Linked DNA regions of Macaca mulatta: region 1 is linked to region 2. Evidence: chromatin contacts called from public Hi-C data. All regions are on one chromosome and are shown on one strand. The core of a region is the stretch at or near the end of the contact, and the rest is flanking DNA. Distances in the headings are between cores, read along the strand shown.

Evidence for each region. A called contact is a pair of places that touch in the nucleus more often than the background predicts.
Region 1: a Hi-C map of fetal cortical plate shows a contact between it and region 2, with 2.4 times the contacts expected there. The contact joins two enhancer-like sites. A contact is called at or near these places in 2 of 14 Hi-C or Micro-C datasets (fetal cortex germinal zone and fetal cortical plate).

Annotation. Positions count from the first base shown.
Region 1 is chr6:7,034,048-7,041,420 of T2T-MMU8v2.0, forward strand. No RefSeq gene overlaps it. Among named protein-coding and RNA genes, the nearest start is that of MED10, 440 kb to the right of the region's middle. Within about 2 kb of position 5,499, at least 5 of the 40 cell types and tissues checked have an H3K27ac peak or open chromatin away from gene starts, as enhancers often do. A contact at or near this core is called in fetal cortical plate, where this site is marked.
Region 2 is chr6:6,632,620-6,639,469 of T2T-MMU8v2.0, forward strand. No RefSeq gene overlaps it. Among named protein-coding and RNA genes, the nearest start is that of ICE1, 88 kb to the left of the region's middle. Within about 2 kb of position 3,467, at least 3 of the 40 cell types and tissues checked have an H3K27ac peak or open chromatin away from gene starts, as enhancers often do. A contact at or near this core is called in fetal cortical plate, where this site is marked.

The DNA of each region.
Region 1 (7,373 bases), core at 4,249-6,748, 400 kb after region 2:
CACTTGGCAACTGGTGCGCAGCGACTGTGTCTTCTGGTGACCTGAGCTAACATCAGCCTTGAAAGTCAAGTGTGTCTGGCTCAGGTAATGTCACCAGCATGGCTGGGCCTTCCCACTATGAAAATCTCAATAACATTCCCTCTGTTGGTCCCTGGGGCCTCCCAGTGGGCCACACTTTCCCATCACTGAGGACCCTTCCTTAACCCAAGGCCACCTCTCAAGCAGGTTGGGATTTAGAAAAAATAACAGGGGTTCAAAAAGTGGGCAAACGATATGAACAGACACTTCTCAAAAGAAGACCTTTATGCAGCCAACAGACACATGAAAAAACGCTCATCATCACTGGCCATCAGAGAAATGCAAATCAAAACCACAATGAGATACCATCTCACACCAGTTAGAATGGCAATCATTAAAAAATCAGGAAACAACAGGTGCTGGAGAGGATGTGGAGAAATAGGAACACTTTTACACTGTTGGTGGGACTGTAAACGAGTCCAACCATTGTGGAAGTCAGTATGGGGATTCCTCAAGGATCTAGAACTAGAAACACCATTTGACCCAATCATCCCATTACTGGGCATCCACTCAAAGGATTAAAAGTCATGCTGCTATAAAGACACATGCACATGTATGTTTATTGTGACACTGTTTACAATAACAAAGACTTGGAACCAGCCCAAATGTCCATCAATGATAGACTGGATTAAGAAAATGTGGCACATATACACCATGGAATACTATGCAGCCATAAAGAAGGATGAGTTCATGTCTTTGTAGGGACATGGATGCAGCTGGAAACCATCATTCTCAGCAAACTATCACAAGAACAGAAAACCAAACACCACATGTCCTCACTCATAGGTGGGAACTGAACAGTGAGATCACTTGGACACAGGGGGGAACATCACACACTGTGGCCTGTCGTGGGGTGGGGGGAGGGGAGAAGGATAGCATTAGGAGAAATACCTAATGTGAATGAGGAGTTAATGGGTGCAGCACACCAACATGGCACATGTATACATATGTAACAAACCTGCACGTTGTGCACATGTACCCTAGAACTTAAAGTATAATAAAAAAATAAAAAATAAAGAATAATAATAATAAAAAAGAACAGGGGCCGCTCTTTTTCTCTGGATTCCGGATTCCCCTGGCTGTCATTTGACCCGGGAAGAGAATGAGAGAAGTGAATGAGCTCCGAGGGCCCCAGGTACCTTGCTGAATGGCCTTGTCACCCTGGGGTGGGCTGCAGCTAAGGCCTCTGCTCTCCTGGAAAGCTCAGGGAAGCGTCTCAAGCTGTGTGCAGTGATTCATGCCTCTAACCCCAACACTTGGGAGGCTGAGGCAGGAGGATCACTTGAGCCCAAGAGTTTGAGATCAGCCTGAACAACATAGTGAGACCTTCATCTCTACAATTTTATTTTTAATGAGCCAGGTATGGTGGCACATGCCTGTAGTCCCACCTACATGGCTGGCTGAGATAAGAAGATTGTTTCAGCCTAGGAGCTGGAGGCTGCAGATGAGTTAGGATGATGCCACTGCACTGCAGCCTGAGCGACAGAGACAGTTATTTGTCTCTGAAACAAACAAACAAACAAAAAGGAGGAACTCAGAGGAGTGGACAGCTGCTCTCTTTGGACATGGCATGGACCAGATGTGGCTGGAGTTTAGCTTTGAGGCCAAGCCTTGGACCAGCTACACAGAGAGAATGGCTACCCCTTCCTGGTGAGCGTTTCCACCATCAGAGCCTGCCTCCCGGGTGCCTTCTACCTGCTCTGGGACAAGATGGATGCCAGGGTTGCCCGATGGTCCTGAAGAAAGAACCTGATGGAGATAAAAAGGTAACTAGCAGGAAGCATCTGAGGATGCAGGATGGAGGTATAATGGCTTTTGCCAACCAATGTCTTTTGGGAAAAACATGAACTTTATTATTATTCCCTATGAGTGTTTATAGAGAAATAAAAGAAAATCTAATGATAGAAATGAACACAATTTTTCCATTTCAAAGCTGGCCTGTAAAAGGAATTCTGGCTTGAAATGTGGGTGTTTCTATTTAGTATGAAATAAGCGCTGGCTAATGTCTGCACTTACACATTTCCAGCCCAAGGCTTAGCTGATTTTGGGAGACTGGAGTGATGGAACCATGTGTGACCATTGTCTCAAAACCCAGTCAGACACAGCCCAGGAAACACAGCAGACGCCAAGAGATAGCTAGCAGGAAGCGAGGTGGAAGGATTTGAGAGGAAGGAACCTTGTCACGTCCTGTGGTTCAGGTGAAGAGCCATATAGTGGAGAATGTAGTTGAAAGACTTGGAGAAAATGGTCCACAAATCCATCACTGAGAAATACCGATAAATTTCCAACTAGGAGCAATGTTTCTACATTTTTATGAGATCCTGCAACTCTGGGGCAACGGCAGATTTGTCATTGCTGCTGTGATACCCTGAACTTATCTACTTCAGCCTATACCGTTTACACACAAGCAGTTTGTCATTTTGATCATTTCTGAGGGTTAGGCTGAAATTTGTCTTTCCCTTATCTATGTTTACAGTGCTTACTGCTGGAAAATATTGAAAGCTTTGAAAGTTCATCACAAAAGATAAATTCCAAAAGCCAAAAGTTTCTGGATAGCGTGACAGTCCCTCGGCAAATTTATTTTATTTTATGGTCTGAGAAAAAAGCAAATGTGTTGGGACGGCCATGGCCTTGAACCTACTAAACCCTCACCTGTGCGGGAGGAATCCCGTGGCGGAGCTGACGTTGACAGAGGCCTGGAGAAAGCACCCCGCAGGAAGAGGTGTGAAGGGTCAAAGGCCACGTGCCCTGCGGTGTTGGCCTGTGTCTTTCTCCCAACTAATTTTGGGTGGGAAAGGAAAGCATATGATATCTGACAAAGTTAAATTGTATTATATTTCTGAGTCTTTAGCTTATAACATACAGAAAGTCACACTTATTATATTTCCATCATCACCATAATAAATTACCCCAGAGGTAGCAGTTTAAAATAGCATAAATGATCATCGTACCGTTTTGTAGGTCAAGGTTCAACACGGGGCTGGCTGGGCTAAGACTAAGGTGTTGCAGGCTGTGTTTGCTCCTTTCTGGATGCTCCTGGGGAACATCCATCCCCTCGACTTTTCCAGCGTCTAGGGGCTCATTCACTCGGATTGCTGGTGGGATTCAGTTCGCTGAGCTCCTGGGACCCAGGTCTCTGTTTTGGTGCTGGCTGTCAGCCAAGGGATCTTCCAGCTTCTCTAGACTGGCTTCGGTCTGTGGCTTATGGGCCACCTCCTTTGTCTTCACAGAAAGCAGTGGTGGGTGAATTCCCTCTCACGTCACAACTCTGCTTGTGAGGCCTTGAGTGGATTAGGTTGCAGCCACAAAGATTATCCAGGATAATCTCCCCATTTCAAGATCCTTCGTCTTAATCTCATCTGCGAAACTTCTTTCGCAGTGTAAGGTCACATTGCACGGGTCCCAGGGTTAATATGCTCATCTTTGTGTGGAGAGTCATCATTCTCCCTATTTTCTCTATTGTACAGTATAATCTATTGTGTGCATTAACCCCCTCTTATTTGTGTTATTAAGTTCCTATAAATGTAATAACAAGTAAGATGGGGCTAATATGTATCTTGCATACTAAAAGTGAGTAATTTTGTGCTAATTAAGACTTAACCTATTGGGTTCACTAGGATATGGTTAAAATTATTAAAATTGAATTGCTTTAAAGTATATTCGATAATCCACTCCTCTTTCCAATTCAGGCTGGCCTACACCGTTCGCTGACCTCAGATATAAGTAGGAAGCTGCCATACATCTGTGTATGCCTGAGGTCTGGGCCTTGGCCTGCAGCTTCCCTGGGCTCTGCTCAGCTGGGATTCCTAGTACTTTTTACTCAAGCGTGCTGCCATTCTTCTCAATCTCTTCTTTTTCTCAAAGGGCTTGTTTAGTATGTGGCCTCCCCACTGGAAGTTATGAGAGCAAGGATCACCTGTATTCTGTCACTGAGCATCCAAACCTAGTGCACTGTGTCTACAGAAGGGCAGGTGCTTCATAAAAGATGATAAACTTGAGATACAGGAGTGAACAAATGGATGCGTAGGTGGATAGATGGATGGATGAATCAATGATTCTATAGAATGATTTCTTGAATTGAGAGGTATTTTCAGCCCAATAACTCTGGCTTTCATTCAATACTTAGATTCTGCGATCCTGTAAGTCTGGCCTTATTAGGAAAATAATCCTTCCTACTTAGATACTTCCGTATGCTGTTTAAACATTGTCACATCCATTGTTTCTTTAGTTTACCCACAGCTGGGATTGATAAATCTCATCCTTGTATGCAACGCTCGGAAGTGGAGACTCAAAAGCTAATTAGTTTGAAAGAAAGGACAGAATTTCAGGCTCTTAATTACCAGTCCAATACATTTGTTCTATGTTCAGTCTTGTGCGCAATCAACAATTCACCAGGCTGTTAAACCCACACATATGCAAATGTTGACAGAATGTGTGGATCTAATGTCCAAATTCTGGTTTTAAAAAGTGGAGGTAGAATTTTTCCTGAACCACAAAGGCGAGTCCCAAGCCCCAGGGAGGGCTGTGTGTTTGAGCAGGAATGTCAGGGCCTTCAGTCATCTCTTCCAGGATCGTCCCTTATTCTTAGGCAAGATCTTTTATTCTTTACAATATAGATCTTTTTGCATATTTGTAGTTTTATAATACATTGAAAACAAATGCTATATTTTCAAGATAAGAGGAAGATATGTGTCTAAAATATGTGGTTCAAGGGACTGTAGAACTCTAAAAAGCTCGAAGTTCAAAATTACAGTTTCTACATGTTGAGGGTCGGTCTTACCAGTCTCAACATGTATTCCGGCATCCCCCAGAACCACTGTAGATAAAAGAGCTGAGCAACTTATCCTGAGTCTGAGGGGGCACTTTAGAGACCAAAACCAGAAGACACTGTCAAATCTAATAGACAGTCGTGCAGGTTGTGTTTACTGTATCTCGTTTCCCTCAAAACCCTCACAACGTGTCTATCATCTTAGCCTTAGTCTCCATTATATGACTTTTACTGTTTTTTTCCTGCAGTTAAAAATAATTCATTCAGGAATCATTTTCCTGCAGACATAACCCTTAAACGTTACCATTTGCAAGAAGGTACGTTTTTCTGTGTATCCTCGAAGGACAACAGCCCTCGAATCCCGCCTTTCCAATCGGATCCTGGTGTACCTTCCCTCAGACCCAGTGAGATGGACACCTACTCCCATGACGCCCCTTTCTCCAGGAAATGCAGACTTATTTTATGACACTTGATGAAATTAAGCTTTGTTTCCCAAGAGATTGGTATTCTGTGTTCCAAGCGTCTGCACCCTAACTAATTTACACTGTGTGAATTTCCAGAGACGATTTGCTCTGTGTCGTCGGATTGGAGGGTCTGCAAGCTGCTACCAGAGGAGCTCAGAAGCCTCATGGTTTTCCTTTCATAGAAAACCGTACACCACAAGAATGGAAGCAGCCTCACAAACAACCCATGCTTACAGAAACCCCTGCCATGTGTACTCCAGGATTTTGGAACGTGTTTATTTTCTTGTCGTTTTTATATCAGTGTCTGCTTTTGAGAGCCAACCTGGCTGTCAGGGATTATTACCCAGTGTAAAGTGTTTCCATAGAAACCTCCTGCTGAGACATATTGGGCAAATCTTCATTTTGTATCTAGTTCATAAATAATCATTAAGGGTTTTTTTATTATATTTAAAGATGGAATAGAAAAAAAAAACAAAAGGAGAAGGAGAAAGAGGAAGAGGAGAAGGAAGAAGAAGAGGAGGAGGAAGGGGAAGAGGAGCAGAAAAGCACATGCTTTCAATGTATTGTTGGCTGTTAAGCTAAATCGGCTTGTTTCAAGCTTCTTTTAGCAAGATCTTTCTCTAAGAAACACTGTAATATTGACTGTCTGAGTGTGCGCATCTAGAAACTTTTTCCTAAGTAAGTCTTGACTTGAACGGCTCTGTAAAGAGCTGGCATTTGGAGAAAAACAAGGAAATGCTTCTCTGTGGGATAAGCTCCACAAGCACGTGGGGGAGCACTCTGGGTGTCTCAGCATGTGTGTGGGGACGCGTGGTGATGTAATGACTTGCTCACAGCAGAGCACATCCAGCTCTGTTTTATGTGAAAACAGAGCACATCATGAATTAATTGTCATGCTCTGTCCATGTTCACTAAGATATACAAACATGTGCTGCTTTCAGGCAGGTAGCATCCCTATCTTCAGAGTGACATAAAAGACACACAAAACGGATAAGATTCTTGCATTATCTTCCATAGTGCAGACTGGTGGGTCACAGGCAAAATGATTTGCATTATTTATCTTTGTAGAATTAGTATCACTCCTTTAATAAGATACTGTACTTGTAACTGGAGTTTACTGGTCTTTAGTTTTTAATGACACAAAAACTCATTAGATCCACACTATCTACAGTCTCTAGTCATCTTGAGTAAAATGAATCAGGTTATAATAATTGATGTTTTCTTGATGCTTGTCGTAGTAAGACTTCTCCAAAACATGTACCAAAGTCTCCAAGATGACTGTGTTGCAGCTATCACTCCTACTTCAAGACTGCTTCTTCAGAAAGGCCTCCTCCCTTGCGGCAGGCTGGGACCCTTCCTTTTGGTTCAATCACACAGTAGCCAACTCGCCTCCTTCACATTTGTAATTAAAATATTGTTTGAACAATGAGTCAGGATTCTCAGTTGTAAGCCACAAAACAACGTCTGGCAGATTTAGGAAAAAATGATTGTATTTAAAGGATGTTGGGGATATCACAGACTCCCTGGAAAGGCTGAAGAATGAAGCGTGAGGCTGTACACAGCCAGGGACCATCAGCACTGAGGAGGTCCTTCCTTGAACCACACTCAGCTCTGGGGACTGGAACAGCCACCAGGGAAGGGTTTGGGGCTGGACCTCAGACCACTTCCATACCATGAACATGATCTGCCCATAGCCAATAAGTATTTTACAAGGTTGTCTGGATTCCACATAAAACTCTAAGGTGGGAGATTAGGGCATGCATTTGTGCCGCAGATCTGAGGGGCCTGGGACGGGGAGCTAGGGAACAGGGTCCCCAAATGAAGGGAGACTGGGCAGATGCTGAGCAACCAAATCACACTGGCAAAAAAAAAAAAAAAAAAAAAAATTGAAGGCAGTTATTTAATTCACATATCCCTCAGTAAATGATAATGTCCATGAGATCAGGGGCTGTGAAACCCTGTATATCCTCATCAGAGAGCAGCACTGAACCACGAGCACGTGAGCAAAGGGTTAGACTGAGATCTGATGCACTTGGACGCATGCCTGTAGTCATTATTATTGT
Region 2 (6,850 bases), core at 2,217-4,716:
AGCACTGAGTAGATTCTCTAAACCTGCCTGCTGATTCCAGTGTCCTCATGAAGTATCCAATGGCGTAAGTTAAAATCTCTTTTTTTTCTGAGAAGAGAAGAGATTCTCATTCTTGATGTAAACACAAGAGAAAAAGAAATCTGCCATAGATGGGGATAAGGATGAATTAGGATGAACTTTAGTAAACGTGCAATGGCATATATGGCTGACAGATTAGAATTCTGAGGCTCCTCGATAATAGAGTATGCCTCCCGGACAGGCTTTCCTCAAATGCTTGGGAACAGTATGTGTGATGGTTAATGTTAGGTATCAACTTGACTGGATTGAAGGATGCCTAGATGGCTGGTAAAGTGTTGTATCTGGGTGTGTCTGTGAGAGTGTTGCCAGAGGAGACTGACATTTAAGTCGCTGGACTGGGAGAGGAAGACCCTCCCTCCAGGTTGGTGGGCACCATCTAATTGGCTGCCAGCATGGCTGGAACCAAGCAGGAGGAGAAAGGTGGGATAGGCTGGCTTGCTGGTTGTTCTGGTTTCCTTCTTTTTCCTGCGCTGAATGCTTCCTTCTGCTCCTCCTGCCCTTTGACATCAGACTCCAGGTTCTTCAGCCTTTGGACTCTGGGACTTGCACCAGTGGCTTGGCAGGGACCCTCAGACCCTTACGCACTGACTGAAGGCTGCGCTGTTGGCTTTCCTGGTTTTGAGGCTTTAGGACTTGGACTGAGCCACTACCAGCTTCTCTCTTCCCCAGCTTGCAGATGGCCTATTGTGGGACTTTGCCCTGTGATAGTGTGAGCCAATTCTCCCAAAAAGAAAAAAAACCAAACAAACAAAACACTCCATTTTATATGTACATATCCTATTAGTTCTGTCCCTCTGGAGAACCCTGACTAATATAATATTCCAGAGCCTGCGGTGGAGACCAGATAGAGACCTGGAGATTCCCTTACAGTCCAAGGCAACTTCTCCCAGACCAAGGCAACACCTACTAGAGGAGGAGAGAAGCAGAGCATGAGATCTGTGATAAACCAACCCAAGGCACCCTCCATTTTCAATTTCCAAGAGCCTGGCATAATAAGAGACCTGAGAAAATCCTCCTCTCTTAAAAAGCAAAAACAAAAAAACCTCAGACTTTCAAGTGACAATAGCTACAGGTGGGGCAGAAAATATGAAAGAAACTCCTCCAGGGCATTCCAAACAGAGCAAGATCTCCATGTGGATCCAAAAGCCTGGGCTGGACTGGAGAGCAAAGGAGATTCTCCAACAACATACAAACCATCATTTGAGTTGTAAACAGAGAGAGATCTCTCATGATTTGAAAAACTGGTGATTTGGGTGACATGAAAAAAATTAGGGAATTTTGCTAGTGCTCAGAAACCCACACACTGCAGAATGGAAAATTCTGAGCTTACTTTCAAAATATTTGAACCTAGTAGTAAACCTTAGCAAGCTTAATGTGCCAAATAGCTCAGACACAGCTTAACTGCAAAATACATCTATTCAGTGACATGAAGCCAGTGCCTGACACATGAAGGAAAATCGTGTGCACTTTGGGCTCTGCTGTTCTGATGTCTTACAATAGAGAATGGAACAGTTAACAGCTAGACATACAGATGGGCCAGATGCTGAAATTATTTGATAGGGGCTTTAACTAAAAGTGTGCTAAATAATATTTTGGAAAAAGTGTACAGCATGTCGGAAGAGATGCCAAATATCACCAGAGATAAGGAAGCTATGAAAGATAATGCAACGGAAGTGCTACACATGAGAAATACAGTATCAGAAATAAGTATGTTATTGGATTTAATAATAGAGTGACTTAGCAGAGGAAATAATCAGTGAACTTGAGGACAAGTTATTAGAAAGTATCAAAGCTGAAATACAATGTTAAAAACTGACAAATAAAAAATAAACATAAAAAGACCAAAAAAAAAAAAAAAACCCCACAAAACCCAGAATAGGTGATGATGTCTTTCTTTGTGAGACAATATCAAATGACCCAACATACATATAATTGGGATCCAAGAAGGAGAACAGAAAATGAAGAAGAATAAATATTTAATAAGATATTTGCTGAGAATGGTCTAAAACTGATAAAAGACATAAACTCACAAGTTTAAAACAATGAGAAAACACCAATCAGGAAAAATACAAAGTACCTAAGCACATCAGAGCTAATTGGTGACCACCAAAACTAAAGAGCAGATTTTTAAAATAAACCAGATAAAAGATGCACATTATGTACAGGAGAACAATGATAAATGCAGTCACTGACTTCTCACCAGACTTAATAGTGGCCAGAAACAACAGACAGATATCCTCAAAGTGCTGAAAGGATACATGACAGCATGCATGCCCACACATGTGTACAAATAACTACCAACCTAGAGTTCCACATCTTGCAGAAATAGCCTTCCAAAATGAAGATAAGCCAATCTCAAAATATCAAATACTGTATAATTCATTGTTGAAATGAGAAAATTATAGAAAAGAGAAGACAGATTCATGGTTACCAGGGGTCATGAATGGATGTAGGGAGGAGACAGTTAAGTGTTTCTAAAGAAAGGGCAACATGAGAGATCCTTGAGGTGATGGAACTGTTCTATATCTTGCCTGTATCAATGTCTATACCTGATTATGATATTACACTATAATTTTGTAAGATGTCATCATTGGAGGAGACTCAGTAAAAAATATATGGGATCTCCCTGCATTTCTTATAATTGTATGTGAATCTACTATTATCTCACAAAGGAGATTAATTTTAAAATGAAGGGAAAAGAAATACATTTTCAAGAGAGAAAAGCTAAGAGAATTTCTCTCCATCAGACCTTCTCTTTAAGAAATACAACAATTGGCTGTGTGCAGTGGCTCATGCCTGTAATCTCAGCACTTTGGGAGGCTGAGGCAGGCAGATCACTTGAGGTCAGGAGTTCAAGATCAGCCTGGCCAACATGGTGAAACCATGTCTCCACAAAAAAATACAAAAATTAGCTGGGCATGGTGGTGTGCAGCTGTAGTCCCAGCTACTCGGGAGGCTGAGGCATGAGAATCACTTGAACCCAGGAGGCAGAGGCTGCAGTGAGTCACGATCATGCCACTGCATTCCAGCCTGAGTGACAGAGGGAGACCCTGTCTCAAAAGGAAAAAAAAAAAAAAAGGAAATACTATGATAATTGTCTCAGGCTGAAGAAAAATTATAACAGATTTAACCCTGAACCTGTAAGAAGCAATGAAAAGCACCCAAAAAAGGGTACATATTTGTATAAATATAAAAAACCTTATAAATTTGTGTATGAGGGAGAAAAAGAGAGTATATTTATTCTTTGAACTGTGCATATATATCCATGAATGGTAAATTTCATAATTTAAAAAAAGGAAAGAGAGAAAAATATCAAGTGAGGCAATACCATCTGGAGAACGTCTGTCACATGTGCTGTGCTACACACAGGGGGGATGAAAATAAACTTCTATTTTGACAGCAAGGAAACCGACAGTGATAAATAAATGTGGTTAGTAAGTCAAAGTAGTCCCATGTAGAGGAAGTGGAAAAGCAAGAGGAGGCGGTGAATTACATGAGTTTCTCTAACTCTCTCAGGTGTACTAAAGCCAGTTTTCCAAACCGGTGTTAATAGACAAATGGAAGCAAGTGTCTATTGCCACTGTATTACAGTTGAGCCCTAAACAACATGGGTTTGAACCCCGCAGACCTTCTTTTGCCTCTGCCACCCCTGAGGCAAGGAGAACAACTTATCTTCTCCCTCTTCCTCCTCAGCATACTCAACAAAAGACAACCAGGATGAAGACCTTTGTGAAGATCTTCCACTTAATGAAGAGTAAATGCATTTTCTTCTCCTTATGATTTTCTTAGTAACATGTTCTGTTTTCTAGGTTACTTTATTGTAACAATACAGTATATAATACACACAATATAAAAAACATGCATTAATTAACTCTGTTATTGGTAAGTCTTTCAGTCAACAGGCTATTAGGAGCTAAATTTGGAGGGAGTCAAAAAATTTTGGACTGTGTAGAGGGTTGGTGCCCTTGACCCCACATTGTTCAATGTTCAAGAGTCAACTGTAATCAATATTTTGTAATTCATATTTTAAAATGTGCCTTATGTGAGATCCATTTAAAAAAAGAACTTGGCCAGGCGCAGTGGCTCACGCCTGTAATCCCAGCACTTTGGGAGGCCAAGGTGGGTGGATCACGAGATCAGGAGATCGAGACCATCCTGGCTAACACGGTGAAACCCCGTCTCTACTAAAAATACCAAAAATTAGCCGGGCGTGGTGGTGGGCACCTGTAGTCCCAGCTACTCAGGAGGCTGAGGCAGGAGAATGGCGTGAACCCGGGAGGCGGAGCTTGCAGTGAGCCAAGATCCGCCACTGCACTCCAGCCTGGGCCACAGAGCGAGACTCTGTCTCAAAAGAAAAAAAAAAAAGAACTTGATCACTAATATACTGCATACAGAATCAATTTGAGATGAATTATGGACCCAAATGTAAAAGCTAAAACAATCATAAAACTTCTAGAAGAAAACACCGAAGACTGTATCTGTGATCTTAGGGCAAGCAAAGGCTTTTTAGGAGACAAAAAACATATTGATAAAATTAAAAAATGATTAATTATACTTCAAGATAGAACAAGATAGAACACTGGAGGCGCAGTGGCTCATGCCTGTAATCTTAGCACTTTGGGAGTCTGGGATGGGTGGATAGCTTGAGCTCAAAAAATACAAAAATTAGCCAGGCATGTGGATCGCTCCTGTACTCTCAACTACTTGGGGGATTGAGGTGGGAGGATCGCTTGAGCCCAGAAAGCAGAGGTTGCAGTAAGTCAAGATCATACCACTGCACTCCAGCATGGGTGCCAGAATAAGACTCTGTCTCAAAAAAAATAAAATCTTCATCACAAAACAATATCAACAGAATAAACAGGTAAGTCACAGACTGTGAGAATGTATTCATAAGAAAGAGGATTGTATGCAAATTACATGAAGAGCTTCTGAAACTCAATGATAATAAGACTGAACACAATTAAAAAAAGAAAAAGGCAAAGAGGCTGTTCACAAAAGAAGATGTGAAAATAGCAAATAAGCACATGAAAACCTGCTCAACTTAATCAACCATCAAGAAAATGCACATTAGACACCCAAAGAGCTCCTACCTCATGCTGCCCTTGAAGACCCGCAATGCACAAGGCCAACTGCAATGGGTGCTGGGAGAAATGCGGAGCCCTGGCATGCTTGTCTGCTGCTGGCAGGGATGGAAAATGGTACAGCCACTTTGGCAAACTGTCTGTCCTCTCCTAAAATAATGTACTTCTATCCTATGACCTAGTGATTTCATTCCCAGGCATTTATCAAAAATAAATGCAATATATCCATAAAAGTTCCTTTACAAAAAAGACGGTTATAATAGTCAAACCTGTATTGTTTAATCAACACGTGGGTAAAGTATGCTTTGCTTATGCACTTGGAGAGCACTCAGCAGTAAAAAGGAATGAAACGCCCCTACACAATGTGCATGAGTCTCAAGAGTAACAGGCTGAGAGGAGTACGGCAAACACAGAAGTGTACACCCCAGGTGATCGAATCCATACAAACTTGTAGAAATCAGCAAGAGAGACTGAGGGTGACAGAAATCTGATCAGTACAGGCTTTTGCAGTGGAGGACTCAGGGGAAGGAGAATTAGGTGCCTTTCTGGGACACGGAAGATGCTCTGTGTCTTGACAGGGATTGTAAGGTACACTTGAGATCTGAGCACTTCCATGTATAAATTGCACGAAAATTAAAGTTTCCCTTGGGTGCATTTGCATAATTATGTCACCCCCGAGGCTGAGAGAGCATGGCAGGAACTACCGTGGTCCTTGGAGATTCCTCAACAAAACCATCTAGGAGGAAAAAGGGCAGAATCTGAGAGCAGTGCAAGAACCACCAGCGCTGTCTGTCCCTCCCTCTTCCATCTGCAGTTCCCTGTGCTGGGAGCTCTTGTGGTTCCAGGACAGCAGCTGATGGACCCTGAGGACTGGCTGCTTTCTGGGGAAAGATCACTGTTCTTGCCCTGTGGAAGTTCTAGAAAGAAGGCAATCTATGCCAGCTGGCGTGATTAATTTTATGTATCCACTTGCCTGGCCTTTGGTGTATGGTAGTTCGGTCCAACACCAGTTTACATGTTGCTCTGAAGGTCTTGTCCAGATGTGATTAACATCTGTAATCAGTTCACTGTAACTGAGATGACCCTCAATGATGTGGGTGAGCCCCATCCAGTCAGTGGAAGGCCAGAAGCTCAAAGATGGAGGTTTCCCAAAGAAGAAGAAATTCTGCCTGAAGACTGCAATATGGAAACTTGATTGAGTTACTAGCCTGCTGCCCTGGGGAATTTGAACTCAAGATGGCAATATCAACTTTTCCCTAAATTTCCAGATTCTGATGCCTGCCCTGTGGATTTCAGACTTGCCGATCTCCACAAATATGTAAGACAGTTCCATAACATTTCTCTCTCTTATCTCTCTCTGTCTCTGTGTCTGTCTATCCATCCATCCATACATACATCCATCATCTGTATTGTATTAATCAGGGTTCTCCAGAGACACAGACCCACCGAACCCACGTGGGGATCCATCCTCCTGGCTCTGTGTCTCTGGAGAACCGTGACTAGCACACGCCAGCTCTGTTTTCCTCTGCACCCACGCAGCATCCCGATTTGGAGGAAGCAGGTGGCCCAGTGTGAAAGGTCATTTATCTGAAAGGAAATATTCCTGAAGTAATTGATGAGTGTGCCTTTCAGCTGGCACATTTGGGGACAGGGGCATTCATATTTCTGAGTCCAGATGCCCTAAAATGGGA